2 separate regions of the Hordeum vulgare genome follow, and region 2 is linked to region 1. Evidence: chromatin contacts called from public Hi-C data. All regions are on one chromosome and are shown on one strand. Each heading gives the region's core, a stretch centred on a gene start, on an enhancer-like site or on the middle of the called end of the contact. The rest is flanking DNA. Distances are from core to core; before and after follow the strand shown. Region 1 holds the start of LOC123427087 (CMP-sialic acid transporter 4). Region 2 has its middle 56 kb from the start of LOC123427091.

The links. Hi-C and Micro-C count contacts between places; a contact is called where the count stands out from the background.
Region 2: a Hi-C map of leaf shows a contact between it and region 1, with 9 times the contacts expected there. The contact joins the enhancer-like site here to the promoter of LOC123427087 in region 1. A contact is called at or near these places in 2 of 6 Hi-C or Micro-C datasets (leaf and seedling).

What each region holds. Positions count from the first base shown.
Region 1 is chr2H:538,511,032-538,516,791 of MorexV3_pseudomolecules_assembly, reverse strand. LOC123427087 (CMP-sialic acid transporter 4) reads left to right here and starts at 1,943. Exons shown (of 16, transcript XM_045111040.1): 1 at 1,943-2,219; 2 at 2,790-3,055; 3 at 3,521-3,637; 4 at 3,908-3,964; 5 at 4,338-4,415; 6 at 5,474-5,518; 7 at 5,642-5,701. The coding sequence starts at 2,888.
Region 2 is chr2H:538,753,141-538,758,914 of MorexV3_pseudomolecules_assembly, reverse strand. No RefSeq gene overlaps it. Among protein-coding and RNA genes, the nearest start is that of LOC123427091, 56 kb to the left of the region's middle. Within about 2 kb of position 3,199, at least 1 of the 3 cell types and tissues checked has open chromatin away from gene starts, as enhancers often do. A contact at or near this core is called in leaf, where this site is marked.

The sequences.
Region 1 (5,760 bases), core at 694-3,193:
AAAAACTTTTTTTGAAGATGCTCTAACTTTATTGGTTCACTTTGCAAATTGCACTATTTTAGTCCTTTTACATTGGCACGTAGTAATATGCTTTTGCACCAAACTCTGCAGGTGTATACGGCCAGTTCTTTTAAGCAGATTATAGAGAATCTTGGTCTGAAAAATCTGCAGCCAAAAGAACTCGATTGCGTCTTCAAAATCTTGAGAGGATTCTGTAGAATCCTAGTGCAATACAAAATCTTTAAAATAGTTGGATTTTCCCAGAATCTCAAGATTTTGGCTACTCCCTCAAAAGAAATGGTTCGAATTAAAAAGTGTCTCTGTTGCAGCAGGTTATTACGACAAAAATGCCATCGACCTACCCACGTCTGGATCGCGCGACCTCGAGCAGGGTCAGCGCTAGGGTTCCAACGTCTCCGCCGGCCTCGCCTCGCCATCCTGGACATCGGCTACGCCGGCCCGTTCCTCATCGCCACCGGTCCCGACTCCTTCCGTACCCCATCTTCCCCTACCGCCTCTAGACAACAGCGACGGCCGTGGCCCCTCTGCCTCCACCAGACGCCGACGCAGCCAGCCATCCCTCTCTTTGAAGCAAATCAGTCGCCCAGCGATCTCCTTCGTACAACCCACGGCAATCATCACTTTGTTCCTCTATTTTGTATGTTAATTGCTAGCTGCATGGATGGATTGAAGCCTCCCGTGTGTTGTTGTTAGATGAATGGATAAATAGATTTCTATATGCTATCAGATGGAAGAATGCCGATGTTGACAAAGAGTACACACTATTAGATGATGGTAGCGTACGAATTTTTATGAATGATGTTGTTAGATGAATATGGTGTTCCTCTCTTTCTCCTGTATTTTCTACTGTGATATTTTGATACCAGATAAATAGTGGTATTCGATGGGTAAATGTTGTTGTTCGATGCTAATGTGAGGATGATGAGTGGTAATGGTAGAATACCTTTTAAAACAACAAAGGGCAATACCGACATTTCAACACGCAACTCAATCCATAATTTCAAACTGCAATCTTAGAAAAGAAATGGACGACAAATTTTGTAAGAAGCAGATTCTGAATTTTTCAGAATCTTGATTCTGTAGAAAAAAGAACTGGCCCTACATCTTATAGCACTCTCTTTATTTGATATATATGACCGATTATTCAATCTCAAACCCGAGCTCAGATGCACCGAGTGAACAGTAAAGAAAAAAAAAATCCCTTTTGTGGTGTAAGATGCTTCTATGTTTGAACTCCGTGCGAAAAAGATAATTTTTTTATTGTCACGGGCTCCTCGAATGTCCAAACTTCATCAAAATTTGTACGGAGATTACACATTTGAGCATCTTGCTTGCAAAAAAGTTCAGTTTTTTTGATTTTGTTTTATTTTTTTAGCGATTTTACTGTTCATCACATCCATATATGGACTTATAAGCATTTGTTTTTTACATTTAACCATCCATAATATTAATAATGTACTTCCTCTGTATTAAAAAAAACTGTAGTTGAGAAGAACTAGTTTAATTCTTATCAACAACAATTATTTAGGAACAAAGAAAGTATGAGATATATATCACATAAAGCATACCATTGAACTCATATTTCAAAGGATTTTTCAATACTATAATTTTTATAGCGTACATCTCATCTACTATTGATCAAAGCGATGGTCAAATCAAATCTTGAAGCACTTTGTATTAGGCCATATGTGTTTGGATGGATGGCATACCATTTTATGCATATCATATGTGTTTGGATGGAGGGCATACCATTATGCATATCCATGATTTATTTCAAAAAAAAGAGAAGAAAAGAAAGGATTGAACAAAACATGCATTGGCTGACTACAAGAAAGATGTAAATCTCGGGGACTTTCCAACATTTCCTCCAGCAAAGAGGAAGGAGACCAAAACAAATCCCGAAACGCAAAATAAATAGACCGGAGGCGCACCCGCCTTCCTCCCGTCCGTCATCACCGCCACCTCCCCGTCCACGGCTCCACCTCCGCGCTCACACCTCCCTTCCCTGTTCCCTCCCGCCCGCCCGGACCCGAGATCCCGCAGCGCCACCCGCCGCCCCGCCCACGCAAGCACCCGCGCGCCTGCCGGCAGCGCAGCCGAAGCAACCCCGACCGCACCTAGCCGGCAGGGCCAGATTCCCTGTGCTCCGGCGGGGCTAGATCTGCGAGATCCCGCCCGCCGATCCCACCTCCCCCGAGGTACAGTCGAGGGCACGAGTTCCTCTTATATCTTCGTCTTTCGCCTCATTTCTGCGATGCTGGAACTTGTTTTGGGTAGTCTGACTCTGGACTTGTGATCCAGTGGTGTAGGCAGCAGCACGCGGTTGCTCTGCATTTGACAGGGACTCAGTAGCTATGTCGCGTGTTTTTTAGGAGTTCTGTGATCTTCCATGGATTAGCTAGCTAGCTGCTCATGGGGGGTCATATCGGGCTTTGCAAGTTAGTATGTGTTTTTATGTTCACGGCCATGCTATTTTTGTTAAATTTCATTTCGGCTCTGATATATGTGAATCTGCGGAATGTTGTGAATTTGGAGGGAAATGCTAACTAATATCACCTCTGTTCCGAATTATAAGACGTTTTGAATATTTCAATATGGACTACATAGTACATACGAACTGAAATGAGAGAACAGACACTCTAAAACACGTCTACATGCATCTGATTAAAAAAATGTTAAAACATATTATAATTTGGAATGAGGGAGTAGTAGTTACTCGGTTTGCAGTGATTAGTTTGCTCATTTTGAATTTTATGTCTTGGACACAGGTGTGCGCAGGGAATCCTTACATGTCACGGCTATAGAGTGATATATATATCTTACCGGTGCTGTTTGTGGTGCTGCTGGTCCTGGTTGGTTTGAGAAGATGCAGAGGAATGGGGTGATGGAATGCAGCGTCTGCCACTCCAAGGTGGTGGCGACCCCCAGGAGCATATCAAGGGCATATGACAAGCACAAGAGCAAGATATCATCCAAACAGCGTGTGCTCAACTTCCTTCTTGTGTCCGGGGACTGCGTCTTGGTCGGCCTTCAGGTATTTCATTAACGCCTGTTTGGATGGGATTGAGAATGTGGCATATGTTTACTGGAAAAATGTAACACTATAATGGGAATCAGAATCCATGTTATGTGCTTCTTCTGATAGAGTATGGATGTATGATTATGTCTTTCTTCTAGTAATTTAGGTTTGCTTGTGCTCTCAATTTGCCAGAGATTTTTTTCTTCTGAATTTCCCAAACACGGCTACCATCTGTGGACTTCATGCTCTAGTGCTGTCATAAGCTCAATTGCTGTTTCCCTTAAAAATGAATTTTCATCAATTTGCCAAAAAGATATATTGGCAGATCCGGCAGCGTTCCACCTAGAGTAAATACTAAATCGGCTTACGACTACCTGTACATTTTTAATGTGGAGTTCGTACAAACATGTAGTCAATCTGTAGCTTGTATCTGATTGCAGACAATTTACAATTTTGCTAATAATTTATTTTGCTCTGCAGCCTATCCTAGTCTTTATGTGCAAGGTTGATGGGAAATTTCAGTTCAGTCCCATCAGTGTTAACTTTTTGACAGAAGTTACAAAAGTTTTCTTTGCTATGATAATGCTAATAATCGAGGTTAGTTCTTGCCGGCCAATATCCTTTCCTCACTCGTTATTTGTGTTTCACTCCTTGTATCTGTATCTGTATACTATCCTGCTATGAACCACCAACTTCTTTAGTGCATCGTTGGCAATACAGGCAACGGTCAATCGAAGTGTTGTAGAAACTAGAATTTCATTTTTTTTTGGCAGAACAGCAGTAATGGATTTATGCATGACAAGGTATTGTGTGTTCTATTGTGTTGAAGGGTTACCTCCCTAATGTTGTTGCTTCTCTATTTGACAGTCTAGAAAACAGAAGGTTGGGGAGAAGTCACTTCTGTCAGTTTCGACCTTTGTACAGGTGATTTATCTTTTAGAACATAGGACGACTAGCACTCTCTTGTTACTGTGCTCAACATGTACACAATTATTGAGGTTACTTCTGTTTCTAATGTTAAACCACACGTAGAATGTTTCTATTTGTTTTCAATTCCTTGGGACAATTGGTGCTCATCTCTTTTGTTGTTTTTATGCCCAACTGACTTGCTTTCAGTTTTCATGCATCTTACTCCCTCTGTCCCAAAATAAGTGACGTAAATTTTGTACTAAGTTAGTACAAATTTTGTACTAAAGCAGCGACACTTATTTTGGGACGGAGGGAGTATTTATTTATTATAGCTCCGTACCTAGTATGGCAACTAACTGTTTCATCTGTCAATTCCTTTTTTTTATAGGCAGCCCGTAACAACGTACTCTTAGCTATTCCCGCTCTACTATACGCCATCAACAACTACTTAAAGTTTATCATGCAGGTAAATGTTCATTGAACTAGCTGAACTCCCATTCTTCTGTGAAATGTACTTGTATTTTCTCCAGTAAATATTTCGGCACTCCTGATATTTACAGAACCTACAGTTATTTTGATGTAGTTTATCAATTTATATGTATAAGACGTATGCATCTTTGATAATTATGTTACAGTGTAACTAATGCTCAACAGAGTCCTCTCGAGAAGGAAATTTTTTGGTCACATGAGGAGAGAGAAAGAGAGAGAGGAGAGGTTCCTTTTTTGCATGCACATGGTAGGCCTAGCAGAAAAAGGAAGGAGAGAGAGAGAGGAGAGAGGCTGACAGGTGGGGTTTGTGTATGCAAAAATAGACACCCCCAAGCGCCCCCCGGGGGGGCTGGGTTTGGCCTGGGATCGCCGGGGCTATTTTTGGCCAAATCCGGCGCAAAACAACGTCCTGGGGGCGCCGCTGGGACGATTTTTCCCTGCCGGCGCTAAAAAAGGCGCTTGGGAGGGCTGGCTGGGGACGCGACTGGAGATGCTCTTATCACCTTCATCTGGGAGGATCAAACCATACATTTTAACTAATGAATTCAAAAAGTCGCTTCAAATTTAATATTCAGCCAGCTGGATTCAAATCAGTTTTGTTGGTAACTTGTATCAACCAAACAGCAGGATTTCTTTTTGGGTGCCAAGTTGTACTCTTGTCCTTCGATGATTTTCTGATAGTTCTTTTAGCTCTGCCTTTTATTTTTGTTTCCTTGTCAAACAACGGAATACTCTAAAGGCAGAAATCTCATAGTAGGAGTACAGATGATGAACAAATCCTAATTTTCTCATTTATCCATTTTTTTGGATTTTTTTCTTGAGTTCGGACATGGAGCCTTTACTGCCTTTATATCATTATATATTGAATCAATGCACACCATGCTATATTTTCTGCTGTACCTTTTAGTATTTCCGTATGACATTGGTTTAATTACAAATATTATATTTTTGTAAAAAGGCTGGGTGCATCCTAGATGCAGAGGCCGGAAGTGATTCTTCTGTTATCTAAAATATCTTCTTATACTTCGGATGCAGTTATACTTCAACCCCTCGACTGTGAAGATGCTAAGCAACCTGAAGGTACTCATTTTTATGTATTACCATATTCTCGAGCTTAGCCATGCAGTGTCTGCGAATACGTGCCTCCATATGTTTGGAAAAATGCAAAATTGTTAATATCATACTTGTTTCTATACAATCCAGGTACTCGTCATAGCTGTACTCCTAAAGTTTATAATGCGAAGGAAATTCTCTATAATTCAGGTGAGGCTGGCATTGCAACTATCCATATATCTTTACTAAATTACAGTTGTATGCTGATT
Region 2 (5,774 bases), core at 1,950-4,449, 240 kb before region 1:
CTAAGAGTGAGGACCGACGTGGTTTTGACTCTCTGCTAATCAAGACAGCATCGACGTTGTGGAGGAAAAGAAACAACAAGGTTTTCCACAAGCCCGAGCAGTTCAAGCTGCCTCTTGATCTTGCCGTGCAAATTCATGACGAGATTAGAGATTGGAAGCGTGTGGGTGTTAGTGTGACACGGTTAAGTCGTTTTGTGACGAGTTAGGCTTAGTTTATTTTGGTTGGTGTGGGAGCTTCCAGAATTCATGTTCGCATTGAACGTTGGACTTTTATACCCCCTCTGTCCAAGTGCATAAGGCGTCTTAGATAATTCAAGAATTTCTAAAGTGTTATGTGTAATTCAATTAAATGCCTCTCGTTTATCTCAACCGTCTCGTCCAATTTTATCTCAACCGTCTCGTCCAATTTTTACCCGTCTAAATCGTAGAGCTTTCTCTAAGACGCCCTATGCACGTGGATGGAGGGAGTAATCTATTTGCTCTTTTTTTATAAAGATATGGTATGCCTGTATTCTTGAAAAGAATATAAATTCCACTATGGAAACCATATGGTATGCCAGTATGTAGTTTAGTCCTAGTTGCAAATAGAACGTTTATTTCTGGTTCTTTTCACGTATGGAAACGATCTTGAAAAGAGCCGTCTCTGATGCTTTCGGATATTGTTCAACGCAAATCTTGTAAATGGGCGTTGGTAAGTCTTGTGTTAAAAAGAACACTCACACGTGCATTGCGTGTGGATTTCGGTCAAACGTGGTGACGTGTGTGCCTGTTTGGACGCAATACGGAGGGTCATGAACAGCCCATGGCACTTGTGACTAAAATGCGTGGCACAATAGACATTTGTGAGTCACACCAGATATTCGTGATGTGGAAAGAGTGGGTGAGGCCGTGAGGATAGAGGACCGCCATGTTACTCCCGTGTCATCCGTACCAAGAAATAGACAGGTGCTAGTACATTTGAGATTGTCGTTTACTTAAATAGCACCTGTGTGCTTCATCACAATACTTCATACAAACTAAGCTAGACAGCGCACCTCCAGACTTCGATGATAAACTATAAAGGAAATTAGGTTAGGTTGGCATCACGGAGGATCACCGAACGAACCACATGTCACGCGTCATCGTATATCACCAGCGCCCCACCATGGCTTCAACTCCTTAGCAACACACAATCGAGGCACACCCACGGACACGCCGGAGAAGCAGAGCCGACTACCACGACCAAGACCACGTCTCTGACATTGCTCATCACCGTCATCCTTGCCAGAGAAGCCCCTGTGCGTGTTCAGTCGTAGGAAGCACCACAGTGATCAAAGTCTTCAAGACGACGTCTTAAGAGGGGAACGTTGTTGAAAACGGCGCCACCGCGTGACCCTACAACAGGATCTGGGCTTTCACCCAAAGAAATTGGTCCGGGAGCAAAGGCTGTGAAATTCCCGACGATGCCTCCAAGAAGGATAAACGACGCCCACGGGCGCTGTCATCGCCGGCCGGCCAGCACCGGTTAGGCTTTCACCCGAGGTAGCCACTCCCACGCAGCAGACCGAGGTCGACCCGTGCCTCCAATCAACCGCGCACCCCCCGAACAACAAGCGCGCTAACACTTTGCAGGGCCACCAGCAAGCCTCCTCTACGACGAGCCTGCAGAGACCAGAACAGGTCCTGCACCCCGCATCCAACTGCGGCCGGAGCCTCCCTGCTCCACCAAATGGTGTCCGGGCACCACCAGCCGCCTAGCCATCACGTCACGCCCATCACAACGACCGTCTTTGCCCTGCCATCGTCGCCCGCGGCCGCGAGCCGGCCACAGGCACCATGTGCCGCCCCGCGCCAGATCCTCATAGCAATCCGCTCGCCGCACTTTCCTGAGCCGGATCCGTCGCCAAACGCTGCATCCGGCCACCACCTCCAAGTGGGCTCGCTGCAACAACAAGCCACGTGTGCACGCTCTGTCACACACCTCCCCTCCGCCTCGCGCGACGGCGACTGCACCAGATCCGCACAACCCCGCGTCGTCGGCTCCCGCCCGTGCCAGATCCACGCATGACAATGGCGCTGCACATCCCGACAGCACATCATCTGCCATGACAAAACCACGACAGCAGGCAAAACCTCCCCGCGAGCCATCGCCGGCGCACCAAGCCCCCGACCCGACCAACATCTTTCGCTCCCACCTCGCGCCCAGCCGCATGCGAGGAGCCGAGATTTGGGCGGAATGCCCCCACAACCCGAGCCACCTCCATCAGAGCGTCGTCACGGGCCAACCGTGCGCCAACTTCGACGCTATCGACACACGCCGCCGCGCAAGTCCTCACATCTGCCTAAGAATAGCATCCCGCCATGTCCATCCCACGGCTCGAGACCGACGAAAATGGCCCCGTCATTTCCGACGCCGCACGGGCTTTGCGCGGCGACGCCATCCGACGGTGGCGAGGGAAGGGGGGAGGGGAGACTGGCGGCAATAGCTAGGGTTTCCTTTCGGGCCGTCGCGGGAGTGGCGCGGGAGCCACCAGCAACTTTGCAAGTACCAAGTCTCCACATGAAATTTTAAGCTCGGTACTGGGAGAAACCGGCTATCGGAGGACTCCGCGGCATTGAAACCATTGCCTCGTCGGCATTAACCTGTGTCTTGCCGGATTTACATTGCTTCATAAATGATCACTACAACCACCAGAAGTCTTCAGGTCGTCAGGTCTGAGGCTTGATTCCACCTGTCATTCCCGTACCAGGATTCGCACGTCTGAATAGCACAGCCGCACAGTGCACCTGTGACCTTGGATAGCACGATCGATTGAGGTGGCAATATACATCTTAATCCTGTACGAAGAAACAAAACCGTCATCCCACCAAACAAAAGTTACTGTGCCTAATGACTTCCCTCCAGTCTCCCCCCTCACAATTGACAGGCTTCTCCGGCCATGTCCGGCGCCTTTCCTGGCGCCGGCGACCACTGCACCTGGGAGTTAGACACTCACAATCTGATGTGATTCTACGTGAAGGAAACACTCCGGCGATTCCATGACTCTGGGTGGGTGGTTGATAGTTTGACCCTATTCTTCTTCAATGGTCCATGGGATATAATGTATGATTCTCTTCTTTCGCTCTCACAGCTATTTTTGACCCCCTGTGCAGGGAGCACTGAGGAGCCACGCGGGTACAAATTCCGCGAATCATATCGGCTTGCTTTTGGCGTCGAAGCATCTGCGAAGCAGCGGCGGAGCTAGCTTGAGCATAATCAGCGAGTGGGCATCGCTTAAAGGGGAGTTGTTATATTTAGTTTAAGACGCGTGCTAGAGTAGTCTGCGGTACTTTCTGTAACGGAACGCATAATTGAGATGGCGATTATGTCCTGCGCAAAGATCTGCACTTGTAAAGGAGTCATCCCTAAAGAAGAAGACGAAAAAAAACGTCTACAACACCGTCGTGAAGACGCGATAAACAATACTAGTTTTCTGTGGAGGCCAACAACCAGCCGATGGCAATGTAAAAACGGCGAAAAACGTTGGTTTTAGCAGCCTTTTTTTATATCAAATTTAGCAGCCTTTCTTGTTTCAGAGTTGATCCTCGGCTGAATTGGTGGCAGCACGGAGCCTGCCCTTGGCGCCACGCGCCATTGAAGCTTGAAGACGACATCGGCTGCACATCGCTCATGCGTTACCTGGTGCGCACCATATCTCTTCTCTTCAAGTTGATAGCGGCGTGGAAGATGGTCGTGTCGCTCCGCTCTGGCCGCTGTCATCGGATCCATCCACGAGCCGGCTGTTTCTGCTCGGGGGTCAAGGCTCAAAGCATCCCTACGCACGTCCATAACCTGATATCTCCCTCTCCACAACGCAGCCAAACGGCTATCCGAAAAGGTCTCTGCGGATGATCACAGGAGCGGATAGAGCGGCGGGTGCCGCAGCCCATGAGGCCACGACCCTGGTCGTTGCGCGGCGCCTGACACGCAACGCATCAGGTGTCACGTACTGTATTTCTCAAGTAAGATGATCCTGGATGTACCCGTTAAATACATACAGGAAATGATGAAGACAAAGAACGTTTCATCTAGACAGAAAATTGGGGGATCTGTATGTAATTGTAAATAAAGAAAATCAAACGGGATTGTATAAGTTACCCGTTGTTCTCCCGTCCAAGCATTTTGCTAGCCCATTTCAAAAAAAAAAAAAACATTTTGCTAGACCCAAGACCAGAAAGAACGTGTTGGAATACATGTCTCTCAGGTCCCAGCTAGGTGATTCCCATAGAGGCAGGTTGGAATCATGTTGGCAATTGCAATCAATGAAGTAAAGAGGAGCATAAGATTCGCTCGAAGGAAAAGAATGTAAGAGAGGGGTAAATATTGATCGTTGGTAAGGTCAACGTGTGCTTTGGTGCGAGCTAGCGTCGTTTTTGCAAAATCCCTTAAAAGTTTGCACGAATCTTCAATTTATTTATAAGATGAGCACTTTCACGCGTTCACGATTAACTAATTCTAATATCTAGGGTCCTGATATTGCCCACACATGTGGGCGTTAAAAAAGTCTTCTCACATATCTCGTGTGGTGTGCAAAAAAAACAACTCACACGTCTACGTTTGGACAAAACATCTAACGCACACGCATCCGACCTTCTGCCTCGCGACCCGCACATCTGGCCTGTCACCTCGCGGCCCCGCAAGCCCCCGCGTGACACTTGTCATGGTTGCTGAACCGTGAGAACTGTTTGTTTAATTGCAATTGGCATGTCTGGACAACTACAGTTGCCATGACTGCTCAACTGCAGTCGTCATGTCTAAACTACTGCATTGCCATGTTACACTAGAAAGACATGACGATTGACAGACGTACGTGCATGTGGACGCGCGACAGCAGTTCCACTCAGTTGCCATGTAACACTAGAAAATACATGACAACTCACACGCGTGTGGGCGCGCGACGACAGTTCCACTTAGTTGCCATGTAACACTGGGAAGACATGACAAGTGACACGCATGCACGCACGGCAGTTTCACGCAGTTATCATGTAACACTAGGAAGACATGTCAACTGACACGCATGCGGGCACGATAGTTCCACTCAGTTGCCATATAACACCGGAAAGACATGACAAGTGACACGCATGCACGCACGACACGCGGACGATGCGCGCGACGCCAGTTCCATCACACGTCGGGTTGGCAGTCGTGAGCTCTGCGTGCACGAAACATGCGTGTGGACGAACTGATAAACGTCCACACACCAGCCCCTTCCTACGTGGCATAAAAAATCTCACAAAAATTGACAAGATTCGTGCAACCACAAACGGATGGCAATCCATGCGTGTGAACGGTTTGGAAAACACCTACACGCATGGACGTTATCTTTTCGGAATATCTATTTTCCCAACGCATCAAACAAGATATTAAAATAATCTAATATTTTTTATTGAAGGGCTATCTTATAGTCTTTACATTTGATCTGCATCAAAATATGTAAGTTGTTGTATGAAGGGCGTATGGAAGCAAAACTCATGACAACAAGGTTAATACAACCGCGTGATGGGTCATCTCAGGGTGGGCATAAAAACCGACGAACCGAAAACCGAACCGATGCCGAAACCGAATAAACTGAATTTTTGGTTTTTTATACGGTCACGGAAAAATTCGGTTTTGAAGTTCACTAACCGAACACAATTTGTTCGGTTCGGTGTTTATCCCGGTTAACCGAACGAACACCCAATAGACGTAAGCAAGCAGTGCAAAGCGAGGCTGTACCAAATCCCGTGTCGCTAGCGCCAGGAAACTACCAGGCTGC